Regions from separate parts of the Rattus norvegicus genome. Here region 1 is linked to region 2. Evidence: chromatin contacts called from public Hi-C data. All regions are on one chromosome and are shown on one strand. The core of a region is the stretch at or near the end of the contact, and the rest is flanking DNA. Distances in the headings are between cores, read along the strand shown.

Region 1 (2,700 bases), core at 153-2,652, 120 kb before region 2:
ACAGACACATGCACAGGCACACACAAACACACAGACAGACACATGCACAGGCACACACAAACACACAGACAGACACATGCACAGGCACACACAAACACACAGACAGACACATGCACAGGCACACACAAACACACATACAGACACATGCACAGGCACACACAAACACACAGACAGACACATGCACAGGCACACACAAACACACAGACAGACAGACACATGCACAGGCACACACAAACACACAGACAGACACATGCACAGGCACACGCAAACACATACAGACAGACACATGCACAGGCACACACAAACACACAGACAGACACATGCACAGGCACACACAAACACACAGACAGACACATGCACAGGCACACACAAACACACATACAGACAGACACATGCACAGGCACACACAAACACACAGACAGACACATGCACAGGCACACACAAACACACAGACAGACAGACACATGCACAGGCACACACAAACACACAGACAGACAGACACATGCACAGGCACACACAAACACACATACAGACAGACACATGCACAGGCACACACAAACACGCAGACAGACATACACAAACACTCACATAACAGAGACATACACATACACAGACACAGACACACACAGACACAGATATACAGATGCATGCACACACACAGACACACATACACAGATACACACACAGACACACAGAGACACACAGACTGACATACACAGACACGCACAGGCACACACACATATACACAGAGTAAATATTAGTAATTAATATCAGAATAAAAGCCTGTGTTTGCTGGGGCTAGGGCTATCAAGGAAAGTGGAACAGAAATGGCCGGACAGCTCTAAAACCACCATACTTTGTGAACTTAGAGTTATTCAGTAAATTCTGATGTTGTAGAAAGACACACACACATCCGCCTATGTGGCTGACAGCCGAGTTAATGGGAGGAGGTGTTGGGGTTGATGCATGGGCCCTGGCAGCCCTTACAAACCAGGGCCCCTGTCCTCAATACTCCAGTTAAGGGGACAGTAAAAGTGAAAATCAGAAACGGGATTTATTCAATGTAGCTGCATTGGGAAGAGAATTGACTAAAGACACCCAGTGCCCCCCCCCCCCCCAGATCCCCTGTCTGTCTCCTGACTCGAGGTTTGAGTTTAAACAGACGTGCACCACTGGCCAAGGTGGGTCCCTGCTCATCATTGACCCATCTTTGTCTCTGATCATGGTCTCTCCAGCGAGGCAGTTTGATGAGCTCTCAGAAGTATGTGAAATCTTTCCAAGACCCGAGCTCCCAAGAGACTCCTGGGAAATTCCATTCCATGGGGTCCATTGTCTCCGTGGGCCAATAACAAGAGGAAAGGCACACGCTCTGTCTAGAACCACTTCCTGTTGCCGGGGAAGCACAGGATTCCTGCTATGCCTCAGGAATGTTCTTTGGAGGCAGATGCCCTACTAGGGAGTGGAGGAGGAGGATTTAATGGGTGGTGTGACTCTTTTGTTATTTTCATTTGAGTGCTGATATGTAGTTTGCTTAACTATATCCTAAAGGCTTCCATGGTAAAGGCTTAGTCCCCAGCAAGCTTCAGTCTGGGGATAGGAGAAACCATTTGAGGCAGTGTCTCACTATGGAGGAGCCTAATGGCTTTGAAGCTGCAGTTCTCCTGGGAGGCAAGCATGCACCAGCGCACCCAGCAGATGGTGGAAACTTTAGGAGGTGGGGTCTAGAGGGCATGTCTTCACATCTTTGGGGGGCATGCCCTTAAGGGGCTAGCGGGAGTCCGGCCCCTTCTTGATGTTCTTTGCTTCCTGGTTTTGAAATGAGCCAAGTAGAGCATCCCCAGTCACCCAGCAACCGTGCCACAAATGGTGTCCTGGAATCTAAAGAACTCTCCTGTTAGAAGTCTCAGACATTTCTATTGTGATAGAAAGATGACTATATTTTCCAAAGTCCCTTTTACGAAGCAATCACTACTTGATTAAAAAGAGCCCTGAACTTGAAAGCTTCATTTCTTGTACCAACAGCGCTGTGCTATTGCTGGGATGCAGCCCTTTTGGTCTGGTGGCAGTGAGGCAACTCCAGGGACATTTCCTTTCTGAGCACCATTTTCCCATCAGCTGTTGAGGCCACATGGGGTCAGTTCCTATATCGCTGCCGTTTTCTTTGCAGTTCCCAGATGGGAAGGAAGTCTCATCTTCCTACCGCCCCGGGGAGCCACAAGGTCTTAGTAGGAAGTCAGCAGCGTAGGAGAAAGATTTGTGAGGGGGAGGGGGGAAGGTAGACTCTCCCACGCAGCTTCACACAAACCACAGAGCCACTGTGAGCCTCAGTGTCTTCATTTGTAAAATAAACGCAACAAGCACAACAACTTCTAGGGGTTTTTGTTTCTTTGTTTCATTTGAGGACCAAATGTAATATTTTCCTTAAAAGCGTTTGTGAGCTGGGAAGAGTCATGAATATTCATCTCAGAAAGCACTTAGGTTTGGGAGAGGATCGGGTAGGGGCAGGGGACTGGGTAATTTTCGATATTCATAATTTGGGCTCCAAATTGGAAATTTTAAAGATCTCTGTGTTTTGCCACCAGCCTCTAGTGAAAGTTCACTGTGTGGTTGTGGTTACAGGTGCAGGCTGCCACTGTGATCATAGTCCTTGGGGACGGATGGTCAGGATGGTTGGGAGGGGGCTTCTTCCTTCCTGCCACC
Region 2 (2,700 bases), core at 116-2,615:
ATTCAGAAGCACCAGAGACACTCACTGCCTCACAACTGGGTAGGACTCGGTCTGAAGTGCCCACGTAACCTCCCGGCCATTTGGTTCCTGTAAGAGGGTCGGTCTTTTGTCCTGGGGCGGGGTGTGGGGTGCACATCTTCACTGAGGAGGCCACACAGATCAGTGTGTGCTGCATCCACGAAGTTCTTGGAAATACCGCAAGAATGTCGAGGCTTGCACAGAGCTCACTGGCATTGTCTTGTAACAGACTTGGTCCTGTCTTGTCATCCTCACGAGCCAGACTTTGTGCTATTAATTATCCAGATTTTACAGACTGGGGAGCGGAGATGACAGTTCCTGAGTTCATAAAGCTCTCAAATGGAAGCTGGGTTTCTAGCCTGCCCAAACAGTGAGAGACACAGTTAAGCAAGATAAGAAAGGTAAGTTCTCAGAAGAGCTAGCTGCAAGCCAGCTGGACTGTGCTCTTGTCTGGGGACAAGGGCATTTGAGCCCCCTCTCTCCACGGCACGGCACGGTGGCAGCCAGTCTCTGAGAGCCAGATGTCTTGACCTTTTTGAAGATGCAAAAGAGTAGAGCGGAGAGAGAAGGGTGTTCATTTCAGCCCAGAGATAGCTGGGGTAGAGACGGCAGCAGAATGAGGACTTTATATTATTTATTACGATGAAGAATGGCAGGCCTGTGTCTAAGCCATAAATACCCTCCTTTGATCTGTGCACATCAGAGCTAAGTGAGTCACTCTCCGGCCTCGGGAATTGATGACTGCCCTAATCATCACCCTGAATGACCTTCTAGCTTGAACACTGCTCATGCTCCCCGAAGCTTGACTGTGTCAGGGTTAGACTGGGTCTTGGAAGAGGGGAAGTGAGCCTGAAGTGGGGGGAGCACCCATAATTCCTGGGGGTGTGGTTTATTTTCCTTTCCCAACCTCTGTTTGGAGATGGTTACTGGTTCCCATTCCTGAGGCCAGCAAACAGCTAGAACCAGACCACCGCCTTCAAACCCAAGCACTAAGACCCGGGAAAGGGAAGCCCCCAGCTGTTAGCACAGTCTCTGACGCTCCTTTTGTCCTCTTGTTTTAGTAATCTTGCTCCATCCCTGGGAATTTGTTCCCCAACCACAAAATATCATCAGCGCCACCCACAGTCTCAAAGGTGTCACACGATTTTTTTTTAGGCCAAAGGCCATGGAACCCCAAGGGGAGACCCCTCTGTTGATAGTTTCTCAGCGTCAGACCCAAGGGTAGGAAGGGGCTGCAGAGATGGGTCTATATTAGGGATTCAAGGTGGATGTCGGGGCAGGGGAGGGAGCCGATCCCTGACGTTCCTGTGCGTGCTGCTTTTCAGGCTGGGAGCAGCAGGGCTCTGGGCTTTGAGCCAGAGAGAAGACAGACCTAATGGATCCTGTCAGATGTCTTGTGCAACGCATCCTGCTTGGCGTCTTCTCTTTCGGAACTTCTGGAAAGGCTTATTTTTATAGCGTTCCTTAACGTTAAGTGTACTGGAGGAAAGAGAGGAGGAGAGAAGGAGGAAGGAAGAAAGAAGGAGGAAGGAAGAGAGGAGGAGGAGGGGAAGGAGGGCTGACGAATGAGTATTTTCTGATACCAGACTGCTTTCCAGAGAAAATACACTGAGCAATGGTGCCATCCTGTGGCGCCACGTAGGAATTGCAACCCCCATGTGGTGTACTGGCCTATTTTAACTGAAGGTATAAGGAAGCAAGCAGTTCTTGCTTCTACATTAGGCGATTATAACTCCATTCTTGGTATATTCTTCCACATAATTATCTCAGGGAAATAACTAGGGTTTGGTGCTTGAGTTAGCCTTAAACGTAAGATTCATTCACACATTCAGTAAATATTTACTAGAATTTAACGTGAAAGCATTTTCCTAAGACCCTGGAACCCAACTGTAAGTAAAAATACACATTCTTGCACTTGGTGTTTTAGCTGGAGGGACAAGTATTCTTACCAGAGTTGTTTGGGTCACAGCTTGGCAGTCCAGCAACTTAGGCGTGGTCACCCCCCTCCACAGGCCAATCAGAGCCTCGAATAACAGCAAGAAGCAGATAGAGAAAGATGTATTCAGTGTGGACACACCAGGAAGAGAAACACAGAGCTCCCATAGCTCCCAAGCGCACTGTGGGGTCCTGACATGAAGTTCAGGCTTAGTAAGAGGACCAGCAGCACGCACTCCGCACTTCGGAGCAGTCCTCAGCAATGTGTGGCCCCGCCCTTCACCGCTCCCATCTGTCAAGAGATGTGTGAACCGGCATTCTGGGACCCAAGTTCCCTTCGGCCTTCATCCTTTCTTTCTCTCAGCATGACAATTTTGGGGGATTCCAATTTCCTGGGGGGGGTGTCATCATTTCACTATGTTAGATAGGGGTGAGGTGGGGTAGAAATGTCTAGAAGAGCTTCACCGTCAGGGGCTGGAGATGTAACTTAGCTTGCAGAGTGCTTGCGTGGCATGCAGGAGGCCCCGGGTTCAACCCTGAAGACTGCAGAAACTACGAACTGTGTCCTAGCACGTGCCCAGAATCCCAGCACCTTGGTGTTGGAGGCAAAACCATCAGAGAAGTTGAAGGTCTTCTTCAACTAGGGAGTTTGAGGTGGGCTTGGGATGCATGGGACCCTGTCCCAAAATAAAGAAACAAACAAATAAAATAGAATATCTTTGTTCCTGATAGGATGGTTACCATTTA

The links. A called contact is a pair of places that touch in the nucleus more often than the background predicts.
Region 1: a Hi-C map of the A7r5 cell line shows a contact between it and region 2, with 1.9 times the contacts expected there. The contact joins two enhancer-like sites. A contact is called at or near these places in 2 of 12 Hi-C or Micro-C datasets (the A7r5 cell line and hepatocytes).

What each region holds. Positions count from the first base shown.
Region 1 is chr14:100,947,808-100,950,507 of GRCr8, reverse strand. LOC102552091 (a long non-coding RNA gene) reads left to right here. Exons shown (of 7, transcript XR_010057753.1): 3 at 1-2,700. Among named protein-coding and RNA genes, the nearest start is that of B3gnt2, 85 kb to the left of the region's middle. Within about 2 kb of position 1,402, at least 36 of the 93 cell types and tissues checked have an H3K27ac peak or open chromatin away from gene starts, as enhancers often do. A contact at or near this core is called in the A7r5 cell line, where this site is marked.
Region 2 is chr14:100,826,631-100,829,330 of GRCr8, reverse strand. No RefSeq gene overlaps it. Among named protein-coding and RNA genes, the nearest start is that of Rpl28l3, 62 kb to the right of the region's middle. Within about 2 kb of position 1,365, at least 61 of the 93 cell types and tissues checked have an H3K27ac peak or open chromatin away from gene starts, as enhancers often do. A contact at or near this core is called in the A7r5 cell line, where this site is marked.